2 separate regions of the Oryctolagus cuniculus genome follow, and region 2 is linked to region 1. The links are chromatin contacts, called in public Micro-C maps. All regions are on one chromosome and are shown on one strand. The core of a region is the stretch at or near the end of the contact, and the rest is flanking DNA. Distances in the headings are between cores, read along the strand shown. Region 1 overlaps IKZF3 (IKAROS family zinc finger 3). Region 2 holds the start of PNMT (phenylethanolamine N-methyltransferase).

Region 1 (6,472 bases), core at 2,268-4,767:
CATCGCAGCCGGGGCTAGAGCCTAGGATGGTGTCCAGGGTGTAGATCGCACTATAGATAAGACTGCACCATTTTACTAACACCCCCCCTTTATTTTTTTTAATAAAGCGAGAGTTGTATGGGACTACATTAGCCCAAAAAGTCCAGCAGGGGTAGACGGACGATGCTCTGTCTTTAGAGCTACTTTCTGCTGACATGGGGCGATGTCAAGCCGCTGTCTCCTGGGTGGCGAGCCCAGCATATCCCTGTAGCAGCATTTGGTTGACCGCCTGGCTGGTGAAGGTCTTGGTTCATTCCATTATCACCTCCTGTAAACACACAGAATTTGGAAGGCTGGTGTGTGGATGGAGATCACGGAGCGTTCGGTGGTGTGGAAGGAGTTCTGGGTTGTGTTTGTGACTGGCAGAAATCCAGGACCCCAGAGCAGCTCAGAGATCCCCGAAGGGAGAGCCTGGATCCGAGTTACGGCACCAATGTGAGGCGGCCACAAAACACACCAAACACGGGAGTAAGGGGAAGGGTTTATTGGTAGGGAAACCCGACAGAATGGAGGGAAAGGGCAAAGAAGGAAAAGAGGGAGGAGAGGGTAAGAGAGAGATCAAGAGAGATTTTTTTTTTTTTTTTGACAGGCAGAGTGGACAGTGAGAGAGAGAGAGAGACAGAGAGAAAGGTCTTCCTTTGCTGTTGGTTCACCCTCCAATGGCTGCTGTGGCAGGCGCACTGCGCTGATCCGAAGCCAGGAGCCAGGTGCTTCTCCTGGTCTCCCATGCAGGTGCAGGGCCCAAGCACTTGGGCCATCCTCCACTGCACTCCCGGGCCACAGCAGAGAGCTGGCCTGGAAGAGGGGCAACCGGGACAGAATCTGGCACCCCGACCGGGACTAGAACCCGGTGTGCCGGCGCCGCAGGCAGAGGATTAGCCTACTGAGCTGCGGCGCCAGCCAAGAGAGATTTTTTTTTAAAGATTTATTTATTTATTTGAAGGCAGAGTCGCAGAGAGGCAGAGGCAGCGGCGGGTGTGTGTGTGTGTGTGTGTGTGTGTGTGTGTGTGTGTGTGTCTTCCATCCACTGCTTCACTCCCCAGATGGCCACGATGGCTGGAGCTGCGCCGATCCAAAGCCAGGAGCCAGGAGCTTCTTCCAGGTCTCCCACGTGGGTGCAGGGGCCCAAGGACTTGGGCCATCTTCTACTGCTTTCTCAGGCCACAGCAGAGAGCTGGGTCAGAAGTGGTGCAGCCGGGACTTGAACCAGCACCCACATGTGATGCCGGCACTGCAGACAGCATCTTTACCTGCTATATCACAGCACTAGTCCCCCAAGCAGTCTTCTAAGTCCTCCCGGAGCCCTGTGTCAGCCCCTGGTGCAGGTTGTGGGAAGAACTGCTTCGGGGGGGTGGGGGGCACAGCCTTTTGGTGTATCCAGAGAGCAGACGGAAAAGGCGGCCCAGAGCCGAGAGGCAGGCGTCTGCACAAACCGCTTTCCTGTCCGGTGCTGTTGGCGGAACCTCAGCTTTGGGGTTGGGGAGGGGTGTGCAGTGGCAACCTGGGACAAGGACTGGGGGCTTCCAGCTGAGGCAGGGAGCTGGCGAGGAGGGAAAGGGGGGCTGGATCTTAGGCGAGCTGAGTGCTGCCAGCAGGGAAGCAGGTGCCCCAGAAGCTCCCCGGGCAGGCAGCGGCGCTGGGAAGTGCGGGCACCGTCCGGGCTGAGTAGGGCTATGCTCCTCCTGAGCCTAGTGGAGTCTGGGCCGAGCTACGATGGCCTCTCGTGCCCCCTTGCAGAGCTGCCATCCACCACAAAGAGGGGCACTATGGCGGTGTTTTTTCTCCAGGGCCCTGGGCGAAGCAGTTTGGCTGAAAGGCAGAGAAATAACCGTCTCCCAGCCACTGGTTCATTCCCCAAATGCCTCCAACAGCCAGGACTGGGCCAGGCTGAAGCCAGGAGCCCAGAGCGCAGGCCACCTGCTGCCTCCCAGGGGTGCCTTAGCAGGAAGCTGGAATGTGGAGTGGGCCAGGTCCTCAAACCCAGGCACTTAGATGTGGGCATGGGCGTCCCACGCATCAGCCAAACTGCTGAGACTCACGCTGGCCCCTGAAGCTGCGTTTTTGTGGCCCGGTTTGCTCTTAAACTTGGATCAGTCTCTCTTGGGGTGCTTTGGAGAAGGCTGTGGGAGATGAGGGGATAAAGCCACCCCTTTAGGGCACCACTGAATGCCAATAAGATCTTGTATGGGGGCAGGGACCCTGTAACCTTGGGACCTAAGGGGAAGCGTAACCGGCTCCTGCACCCCCCATACCTGCGGCCCAAGGGCAAGTTCACTGGCATTTACCTGCCAATTCCTGTGCCCTGAGTCAGATCCTCCAGGACACGTGGAAGCAGGCGTTCCCGCTGGGAGCCACAACAATCTTCCAAAGGAGTCCAGCGACCTCCTCTCTCTCCCAGCCTGGGCCCTCCATCAGTCCCCATACAGGCTCCCCACCTTGAGCTCCCCCTTCCCAGCAAGCCACCTTGCCCCAAGGTCTTGGAGCTTGGCTTTTGGGCAAAGCTGGAGTAGGAGTGATGAGGAAGCCCCGGGAACCCATCCCCAAGGCCGGCCGTTCTGGACACGTGCGCATGCCCCTCCTCAGCCCAGGCAGCATGGAGGTGCCACCGGCGGCGCAAGACTCCACAGGGCCACCTGTCTGCCTCGCCAGGGGGCGCGCCTCGGCTCAGCAGGGTCTCCGGCGGCGAGCCCATCACCACGGGGGTCAGCCTGGTCTTCAGTAGGGGTCGGTGTTGCGATCTGTGGGCAAGGCCTTCAAGCCTCGCGTGGCATCCAGGCGCGACGGCCAGGCGGGGCCCGCGTGTGGTCGTAGTCAGGGGGCTCCAGCTCCCTGTGTCACCGAGCCCCGGACGTGGACGGCACCGGGCCGGCTCAGCCGCGCGGCTGCAGCGACACCCAGCGGCCGTCGTGGGAAGTGCGGGAGCCTCACGCGGTTCCCACTCGTGGTTCCGGGAGGGCACCCCGGGAGAGCGGGCGCGTGCAAGCAGGCTGCCCGTGGGGCACTTCCTTCCCTCCCCCGTTTCCTCCCCGGCCGTCGCCCGAGCGCCGGGAGATCCTGCCCGGCTGCAGTGCCCGGAAGGGCGGGGCGGGGCGCAGCGGCGGCGCTGGGCTGTGACCCTGGCAGTTTCACTTCTGGATGCCGCTCGGGCTGTGATGGGAGGGCCCCCCCGGGGGGGGGGGGGCTGCAGGGGACACGCGGGCTCGGGACCCCGACTGAGGGATAGCTTTTAACTCGCGGGTGTCACGCGACCCACGCCTTCCTCCGTTTTCCACCCCCACCCGCCGTGGTTCCACTCCGCTGTCCCCGGAGCTACCGCCGCCGCCGCCGCCAGCGCCCCCGCGGGGGCTGCCGACCCCCGGAGAGGCCCCGAGCGGCGTGGGCGGCAGGAGGAGCGAGCTGTGAAGCCGCAGGCGGGGGTTAGGCTGCGGGCTGCGCAGAGCCGAGCTGTTTCTCAGAAGTGCAGCCGCCCCTCCCCTCACACCCGCTCCGCTCCCACCTCGCCGCCCGCACCCTTCCCCCGGGGCGGCCGCGCGCTTTCCTCTCGGCGTCCCAGGCTGGGAATCCGGGCGGGGTCTGGATCCGCGCAGGACTAACCGGAGGGCGCGAGGAGAGGCGGGGGTTCGGATCCAGCCGCGGGGCCGCTATTCAGAGTGTCCCCCACCCCGGTTCCACAGATGAGGGGGTAGGAGCTGTCGCCTCTCCTTCGCCCCTCGCCGGCGCCGGGATTGGATTTCATATAACAGTGAAGAAAGTGACCTCTGGGGAACCGCCGGCGGTCACTCGCTCTCTGCAGCCCGGTGGCCAGGAGAAGCGAGAGGGAAGGGGTTGGATCTGCTCCATCCCTGGTCTTGTTTCTGGAGTTTGGGGGCCCATCTGGAGGCCGCCCAGCAGCGGGCTGAGGCCAGGCTTAGAGGCCCAGCCGTTAGGAGCTGTGGGCTCCCTGACTGCAGAGCGGCAAGGCTGGGACTGGAACCCAGGGCTCCCATTCTGGCGGGAGTCTGACCCAAGCTGGCCACGCTGAGACTTCAGAGCTTGGGGTCACAGGACCCTCCTGCTGTCCCCCCGCGCGCACACACACACACACACACAGCTCCCCAGGGGTGAGAGGGAGGGTGGTACTGAGAATGTCACTGGAGGGGGGGGGGAGTGGGATGTCAACTGGGCTGGTGGCAGGACGAGCCTGGGGGAGGAGGTGGCCTCTGCCCCATTCCCATCCACCAGCCGCCCCCAGGACTGTGGTTTATTTGACGAGGCAGATCTTCTGGGCCAGGGGGCCCTGGGGGCTGCCGGGTAGGTGAGGTGATGGGAAGAGGCTGTTCTGGGGCTTCCTGCCTGCTCACTCCTGGGGAAGGCAGGGGTGGGGTGAGGTGGGGTGGGGTGGGGTGGGGTGGGGTGGGGTGGCAGGCCTCTCACCCACAAGCCCTGTAACCTCCATTCTTTCCCCTGCATGGTCTTTCCTTGGCTGTGTGCATGCTATTCTGGGGGCAGGTCTGTTATTTGGGGGGGAGGGAGGCAGCTGCCTACTTCACAGGTCAAGACAGAGTTAAAAACAAAACCGCGGCAAACTCAACACCCCGTGTCCTTCGGGGACTTTCCATGACACCTTCCTTCCCCCTCTCCCCCATGGCCAGGGAGTACCTCCCCAGAGGGCCTCCCCACCCCAGGTGCAGTGGCTTTTGGCTTTTATGCAAACAACCGTCTGACCGGGAATGTGCCACAGCCAGTGTGCCTCTCCACTTGCCCCTCCACAGCCCTTCAGGCCAGCGCGCCTGGCCTTCCCTGGGTGCTCACCTCCACTCTTCATCTAGGGATGGAAGTGAGGGAAGGGAGCCAGGTCGTTCCCCACCCTGCCTGCTGGGTGATGGGGTCGGGGAGGAGTGGAGGTGCAGCCGTGGCCTCCCCTATCAGGCCTACCACCCTCTAAAGCATCAGACTGTTCCCAAGAACCGGGAAAGGGAGCCACCCTCTGGCAGGAAGGAAGCCCATCAGGCCTGATGGGAGTCTCCAGGGCTCAGCTCACCGCCATCAGGGTCTCCCCGCCTCCCGTTTCTTTCTGGGCTGCTGCTGCTTTGAGGAGGGAGTGGAAGGGGGAAGGCAGTGCACCACTTTCTCCAAGGCTGAAAGCCAGCGCCTGGAGGCTGTGTGGGAATGTATTTGATGTTCAGCGATAAAGGCAGGCTGCTCTGCCCTTCCTCTTTCCCGTCCTTAGGGTAGAGGGGCTGCAAAGCCTGCTGGAGTTCCTGGAAGCAGCCTGGTGGTGCAGTCGGGAGTGGGGCCGTGCTGCGCACACAAGCCAGGGGAAGCTGCCGCCAACCCAGTGCTTGGCTCATCCCAAGCTTCAGAAACACTTCCTCTTGCACCGAAGAGAGACAATGGAGCGTGCTCTAGACGAGGCCGAGCAGAAGACCAGACCATCCCTCAGAGCCTTCTCAAACACTGAGCGAGAACGTAGGGTAACAGCACTGGGAGAGAGCTGCCCCATCCAATGCTGTTTCCTGCCAACATCATAGGTTTAGGCCTCCAAGTAGCTAAAGACTATATTTAGATGTGGCTAAGTTCAGTGACTGACTGCACCCTGAGTTTCCCAAAGTGGATGTTGAGATCTCAGATGAAAATGTCAGGGTGAATTTCTGTTGGGGGGTGGGAGGGCAGAGCAGTGACTAAGGGTAAGGGGACGTTGTGTGCTGTGTGTTGATCCTGCTGAGTCCAGGTCTTCAGCCTCCTTGGTCCCCTTAGCAAATCAGAGCCTTACTGCGGGTGCCCAGAGGCCGCAGCAGAACACCAGCAGCAGGCTCAGGAAGATGTCCAGCGAGCTACTTCACTGTGGGGATCATTCCACTTATCTTGGAACCTGGGCTTTAAGAACAGCCAGAAGGGCTAAATTAAGGAAATATTCCTGGGGGCAGAATTAAAAACCCTCCCATTCTCTGACTACAAATGACAGGCACACAAGGACTATCACACAAAAGGATTTATTTTCCAGTGTAAAAACCAAACACGATCAAGGAATCTCGAAAATGCAGGGGTGTTTCCGATGCAAAGATGCACTCAGTGGATCTGGCGAGGTTAGCGGTCAGCACGGCTACAGTTCAGAAGCTGCCTTTTTTGGACATTCTTTACAGAGGTGAGGCGTGGGGTGCTTTTCGGTGCTCTGAATGGTTGGACTCCAGAGGAGTGAAGAGGGAGAGTCACTACTGTCTGAGAAATGCAAAGAGGCCCTGAGCCCAGGCTGGGTCCAACTGCCTGAGGGTCAAGGGCACCCTCCCCTCCTGGCGGAGAAGCCACTCTGAGTCCCAGGCTACCTCCTGTTCCTCCCCTGTCATTCTGCAGACAAGGGTCATTCAAAGACCACACGTGTGGTGACTTTGGCAACCAGAAATTAAAAATAAGCTATGGTTTTTCCAGCAGCCAAAATGATCCTTCACCAAAAAGT
Region 2 (6,472 bases), core at 1,432-3,931, 75 kb before region 1:
GAGTCCCGACACCAGGGTGGCCTGGAGGTGGCGCCTGGGCTGCAGGGTCACCGAGGCACCTTGGGATCCCAGCCTCCTCCCCCGACCATAGGCACAGCAGGTCACAGGGAGCCTGGAGCCAGGCTCTGCTCTGCCCTCCTCCCTGCCTACAGGGGTCGCAAGGAGCCCACCTGTTTAAGGCCAGGAGGATCCTGTCTGGCTCCTGGCCGCGTGTGGAACACTGGCCAGACCTACCTCTCTGAGCCTGCTTGTCCTGCTTTCTGAAAGCGGGGCTTGTGTCACAGGGTCACGGGGAGAGTGAAAGGTCCCGAGCGGGGGGCCTGGTGGCTCCGTGGTCAGCAGTCTGGGCTTCTGCACCCAGGGCCCAGCCAGCAGCTGCGGACCCTGCTCTGCATGCCCAGCTCCTCTCACCGCCTCTCCTGGTGCCCTCATTCCTCGCCGCCCCCCCCTCGCCACCACCCTGCACCCCAGCTTCTTGCGCAGTGAGTTGCCTCCTGGGGTGCTGGACTGTCCCCATGACCATCTTCCTCTCCTGCTCCCCGAGAACAAGAGATAGCCCCTCCCCGCTAGCAGGCCCCAAAGCTCCTCTGGTCATCGCATTATGGACAGGAAGTGGCGAAAGAGGCCCTGAGAGGGGCAGGGAACGACCCACGGTCACGCAGCCTGGTTATGGCCAGTGTGGGGCTGGAGCCAGTGCTGCCGCTCCTCAGAGCCCTTGGACGCCCCTGTCACCCCAGTTTGCCCCATGTGCAGGGTAAGGGCAGCGCTGGGGGCCGCCTCCACACCTGTCTCCTCCAGGCTGGCTCAGACCACTTGTCTGAGCGCTGCCCCCGGGGAAGGAAAATGCCTGGCAAGGCTTCGTGCCCCTGGGTGCCAGGTGTGCAGTGACACACGCCGCTACCGCTGCTAGCCCTGGCTGTGGTGGCAGGGACCAGGCCTGCAGGGCAGACGCCTGAGGACGTGGCGGCAGCGTCCCTTCTGCCGGAGGGGAATGGTCAGCGGATGTGCCCTTGAACCAGGCAGAGGAGAGCAGCAGGGGTAGGAGCCGCAGCCTTGGTGCCGAGCCGAGGGGCGCCCGTTCCGCCGTCCGCTGCTCTGTTTACAGACAAGCCACTGGCCTCCCTGGGCAGGGGCCAAGGCGGCACGAGGCTGGGCATGTGCCTGCTCTGCGGTGGCCTGAGCAGTGTCCAGCACCTGCAGGGGTTGCTCTGAGGACCCCGCCCCCTCGCCAAGAGTATCTCAGGTAGCTCCACAAGCTGACCTCTGACCTAGGAGCAGCCAGAGACCAGGTACCCCAACCCCCGCCCTGGGCTCCGCATCCCCCAACAGTGAGTCTTGGCTCTGCTTTTAGCATGTGACGCCAGAGGGCCCGAAATAGCCCCTGGAGAAGGGGGAGGAGGGGGCTATTTAAAGGGCCTGGGCCCTGCGGCAGAGGGAGTGAGGAGTGACCATGGCCGCCTCGGAGCTGAGCTGCCAGGTGTCGGAGGAGAACTGCGAGCGCAGGGAGGCGTTCTGGGCAGAATGGAAGGACCTGACGCTGTCCACACGGCCTGAGGAGGGGTGAGTCTCTGCCCCCCAAAAGCGCCTCCCTGAACCAGCTGAGGCCATGGAGATATCCCTGGGGTGGGGCAGGAAGTGTGCCCACTGGGGAGAGCAAAGTGGCCACCCCTGCTGCTGCCCCGGGCGCCCCTCGCGCGGCTCACAGTCCCCCTCCTCCTTCCAGCTGCTCCCTGCACGAGGAGGATGCCTGGCGGCGTGAGACCTACCACCAGCAGGGCCAGTGCCAGGCGCTGGTGCAGCGTTCCCCCTGGCTGGTGATGCGAATGGGCATCCTTGGCCGCGGGCTGCAGGAGTACCAGCTGCCCTACCAGCGCGTGCTGCCGCTGCCCATCTTCACGCCCACCAAGGTGGGCACCAAGGACGAGCGCGAGGACACCCCCGTCCAGCTGCGGGACCTGCTGGCGCTGGAGACAGCCCTGGGTGGCCAGTGCCTGGAGCGCCAGGATGTGGCCGAGATCACCAAGCAGCTGCCCCCCGTGGTGCCTGTCAGCAAGCCTGGAGCCCTGCGTCGCACCCTGTCCCGCTCCATGTCCCAGGAAGCACAGAGAGGCTGAGCAGGACCAGGACCCGGGCTCTGCTGTGCCCACCCTGGGCTGGGCCCTTCCTGCCTAGGAGCGCCAAGGGGAGTCGCTGGCCCGGGATGCTTTGTAGTTTGCCCGGAGTTGGGGGCTAGGGAGGAGGGAGCCAGAGGCCAGGGTGCCTGGGTCCCCTGAGTGCCCAGTGGGAGGGGAGCTAGGCGGTGGGCACTAAGAGTGGAGAGCTGGGGGCCAGCACAGCCGAGCACCCTCAGCCCCAAGGGAAGGGACAGAAGATGCTGGAGAGGGCGACAGGGCCCTGAGAAGAGTGACCTGGTCCAGGTGTCAGTTCCAGAGGACTGCAAGTGTGAGGGGACCGTGCTGGAGACCGGAGGGAGGGGGACGTGAAGAGGGCGGAGGTAGGGAGGAGCCCCCGGCACCCTCTGTTAGCGCTGCAATAAATGCTCCCCCGTGTTCCAGGCTCGCCTCTTTCCTTGTGGTGGTGGGGGCCAGCCCATCAGTGTCCCCCCGTGCCCGCTTCTGGGAACAGGTCCTGCAGCTAAATATGGCAGAGCCAGTGGGTACACCCATGCTTGGGGGAGCAGGGACAGGGCTGTAAACAGGGCGCGTGTCTGTCCAGTCCCCTTCCCGGACCCGGACTCCACTGCCAGCCCTGGCTTCTGTGTCCAGCCCCCTGGCACTGGGCAGTGGCCCGCAGGCCAGCTGGCAGCCTGCACTTGTTTAAATGATGTCTCACGGAGACTATGGAGGGGGCTGGCACCGGCCCTGTCCTTGGCCGTGCCTCAGGGTGTGTCCAGGGTCAGTGACCCCAAGGCTACCCTACTCAGTTCTGAATCCAGACAGAATCAGTCCTTGGCTGGGGGTCAGGCGCTCCACCTTCCCTGGCCTGGGAGCCCAGGGTGGATTGCTAGGGGCCACAGGGGTCAGGTTCCTGTCTGTTACCCCTGCAGCTGTCATGGTGACTCATGTCCCACCCTGGCTGCCCAGCCCAACAAGGAGATTAAACCCTTGGAACAGGAGGGATAGACGCAGAGGAGGCCCAGGTCAAGGTGGCCAGGGCCGGTCCCAGCCGGGGCTGTGGCCTGGGCAGAGGCAGAGGGGCATGGGTTCCAAGGGGGTCCCATTTCAGGAAGCTCAAGGAGAGCAGGAAGGGAACGCCTGGCTGCTGTGCCAAGCAGAACCTGCAGAGGGAGCTGAAGTGCGGCTGGGAGAGGGGGCCGAGGCCCAGACCCGTGGGACCTCAGATCCGTAGGCTCCCAAAGGCCCTTACTGGGCCCTGGAGGCCCAGAGACAGCCCCTGGGCTTTGCCCTCACCTGAGTCCTGCATCCCGGACTCCCCGACGTGGTGGGAACATCTCGAGCCCTCTGCCCACAGATAAGCAGCCGAGAGCCGGCAGAGCCCGCAGGGGAGGCCCTGTGTTCCGGCTGCTAAATGCATTAGCCTCCCCTATCGCTGCCGCCATCCAACAGGCTGCCGCCATCCAACAGGCGGGACCCAGCCTGCCCTGGGGCCCGGGGCCACCATGCAATAGCGGTGGGAACGGATTGTCCTTTGTCGAAGGGGGAGGACCAGGTGCTGGGGTGGGGTGGGGAGCTGCACGAGGGGTGGGGAATGGGAGTGGGGGTGACATAGAAGGAAAGGGTTTTCGTGAGGAAGAAGCGCCAGACGGGGGTCTGGGGCCCGGGGCTGGGGGCTGGGGGCTCATTTGAACCTTGGGAGGGAAGGATGCGAGGCCAGGCACATGGAGGCAGTGGCTCTGGCTGTGGGGAGCTGGAGACAAGAGACAGGAAGGGTGGGGCTCGGGCGGTGGGGGCGCGGGGCCCAGGCAGAAGGCAGCGGAGCGGGGTGGGGGCGGGAGCTGATGTTCCTGCGGCGTCCCTCATCCCCACCCCTGTGTCTGCGGCGGGAACACTAACTCAGATGGATGGGGTGGGGAGACGCGGCGTGCGTGGCCCCGGGCGCCTCATCGCTCAGCTGCCGCCCCCGCCGCTGAAGGCCGGGTTGGGGTCCGGCGGTGGATAAAGGGGCCGCCGGACGAGCGGGACACAGGGACGGCCGCGGCAGCAGCATGAGCCGGGCAGACACCAGCCACCCTGCGGGCGCAGCAGCCTCCGACTCGGACCCAGGCCGGGCGGCGGTCGCCTTGGCCTACCAGCGCTTCGAGCCCCGCGCCTACCTCCGCAACAACTACGCGCCCCCTCGCGGGGACCTGAGCAGCCCCGACGGCGTTGGGCCTTGGAAGCTGCGCTGCTTGGCGCAGACCTTCGCCACGGGTGAGTTCAGGGAAACTGAGGCACGGATAGAAGACCTCATTGGGGAGCAAAAAGGGACGAGAGGGCGTCAGGTGGGGGGCCAAGAGGCAAAGGCGGGGGCTAACACGCAATCAGAAGGGAAAGCTAAGAGGACCAAGGAGAGAGGTGGCGGGGGAAGGCAGAGATTGGGCAGGGAGAGGCTCGGCCAGGCAGCTCGGGACTCCCCCAGGAATCCTCACTGACAGCTAGTTTTCCAGGTGTGGGATGTGAGTCTCAGGGAGGTCAAGTTCCTTTCCCAAGGCCTTCGATGGAGCCAGGACCCACCTGGCTTCAGTCTGAATCCAAACCCAGTGCTTCCTCCTGCTGGGAGACAGGTTTATGGGGGATGGCAGGCGAGGGAGGGGGGACAGGGCAGGCCTGGCACCAGGACGCGGTCCTCTCCCTCGTCCAGGTGAGGTGTCCGGACACTCCCTTATCGACATCGGTTCAGGCCCCACCGTCTACCAGCTGCTCAGTGCCTGCGCCCACTTTGAGGACATCACCATGACCGATTTCCTGGAGGTCAACCGCCGGGAGCTGGAGCTGTGGCTGCGGGAGGAGCCGGGGGCCTTCAGCTGGAGCGCCTACAGCCAGCACGTCTGCTGCATCGAGGGCAGGGGGTAATGGCTCTGGGTGGTGTCTGGCTGGGAGTGGGTGGCACAGGGCGGCCGAGGGCTGTGTGGGGGGCCGTCCTGAGCCTCGCCTTGTGCCTCCACAGTGAGTCCTGGCAGGAGAAAGAGCGCCAGCTGCGGGCCAGGGTGAAGCGGGTGCTGCCCATCGACGTGCACCAGCCCCAGCCTCTGGGTGCTGGGAGCCCGGCACCCCTGCCTGCTGACGCCCTCGTCTCTGCCTTCTGCCTGGAGGCCGTGAGCCCGGATCTTGCCAGCTTCCAGCGGGCCCTGGGCCACATCACCACGCTGCTGAGGCCTGGGGGGCACCTGCTCCTCATCGGGGCCCTGGAGGAGTCGTGGTACCTGGCTGGGGAGGCCAGGCTGGTGGTGGTGCCCGTGTGTGAGGAGGAGGTGAGGAAGGCTCTGCAGCAGAGCGGCTACGAGGTCCGGGACCTTCGTACCTACTCCATGCCTGCCCACCTCCAGACAGGCGTCGATGACGTCAAGGGCATCTTCTTTGCTTGGGCCCAGAAGAAGACGGCAGTGGGGGTGTGAGGCCCCAGTGTGCTGCACGGCCCTCGGCTCCCAGAGCCCCTGTCACGTGAAGTGCATCCAATAAAGGCAGACGTGCCTGCTGCATTGCGCCAGTGTGGTCTGTGCCCTCCCTGGGAAGCAACACAGGCCGAGAGATCTCTTCCACGTTGGGGGGGGTGGGGGAGGCACCAGCTCTAGCCCTTCAAGCTTCAATGAGGGACACTTGCTGTGTCACTCATTCTTTCCAAACTTAGGAAAGCCAAGGTCAAGGGGGAGTTCATCCAGCACCCTGCTGTGTGCCGGACCTTGCAATGTACAGACACTTCGATCACCCCATCCAGTCCGTGCATTTGTTCAGTCCTGTTAGCCAGTTTCCAGGCAAAGCTCAGCAAAACAGAGCTTGGCAGGGCCTGGCTCGGACCACAGGTGGGGAGAGACTGGAGCAGGATTTGCATGGGGGTGGTGAGGTGCTGCAGCCCAGCCCAGGCCCAGGCAAGGGGGCAGAAAACAAGTGCCACCAGCTCCCCCCGAGCTGGACCTCGCCCTCCCACCCCTGTGAACTTCAGCAGAGACCCCCAACCCCGTCGAGTGCCTCCAGCCAGCTCCAGGGCCCCCACCTCCTCCTCCATGCAGCCCACTGTACACAGTAATAGAGCTGTACAAGAGAAGGTGAGACAGAGAATTGTTTATTAGGCACGTCCCTTGCCACCCTCCCACCTTAAAATAGTTTCCAGTATCAAAAGAACCTAACAAAGGCCGCCCCAGTCCCTGAGATTGGAGTCCTGGCACAGTCCCCTACCTCCCGGGGAGGGACAAGGGGGCAGGGACAGAGCAAGAACCCAGTCTCCCTATTTCAGGCACAGGCACTGCCTTTGGGAAAGTTTCCGGAGCTCCACATTCCATGGGGGGGGGGGGGCAGGAATGTGCCAGGGCTGCCGG

The links. A called contact is a pair of places that touch in the nucleus more often than the background predicts.
Region 2: a Micro-C map of ear pinna shows a contact between it and region 1, with 3 times the contacts expected there. The contact joins the promoter of PNMT here to the enhancer-like site in region 1. A contact is called at or near these places in 3 of 6 Hi-C or Micro-C datasets (ear pinna, psoas muscle and an unstated tissue).

The regions. Positions count from the first base shown.
Region 1 is chr17:22,642,401-22,648,872 of mOryCun1.1, reverse strand. It overlaps IKZF3 (IKAROS family zinc finger 3), which reads right to left. Exons shown (of 9, transcript XM_070060746.1): 9 at 5,996-6,472. Among named protein-coding and RNA genes, the nearest start is that of GRB7, 16 kb to the left of the region's middle. Within about 2 kb of position 3,517, at least 4 of the 8 cell types and tissues checked have an H3K27ac peak or open chromatin away from gene starts, as enhancers often do. A contact at or near this core is called in ear pinna, where this site is marked.
Region 2 is chr17:22,716,839-22,723,310 of mOryCun1.1, reverse strand. PNMT (phenylethanolamine N-methyltransferase) reads left to right here and starts at 2,681. Exons shown (of 3, transcript XM_002719132.5): 1 at 2,681-4,370; 2 at 4,801-5,008; 3 at 5,107-5,638. The coding sequence starts at 4,166. The coding sequence ends at 5,554. TCAP (titin-cap) reads left to right here and starts at 299. Exons shown (of 2, transcript XM_051825644.2): 1 at 299-1,560; 2 at 1,724-2,554. The coding sequence starts at 1,451. The coding sequence ends at 2,114. PGAP3 (post-GPI attachment to proteins phospholipase 3) reads right to left here. Exons shown (of 8, transcript XM_008271414.4): 8 at 5,070-6,472.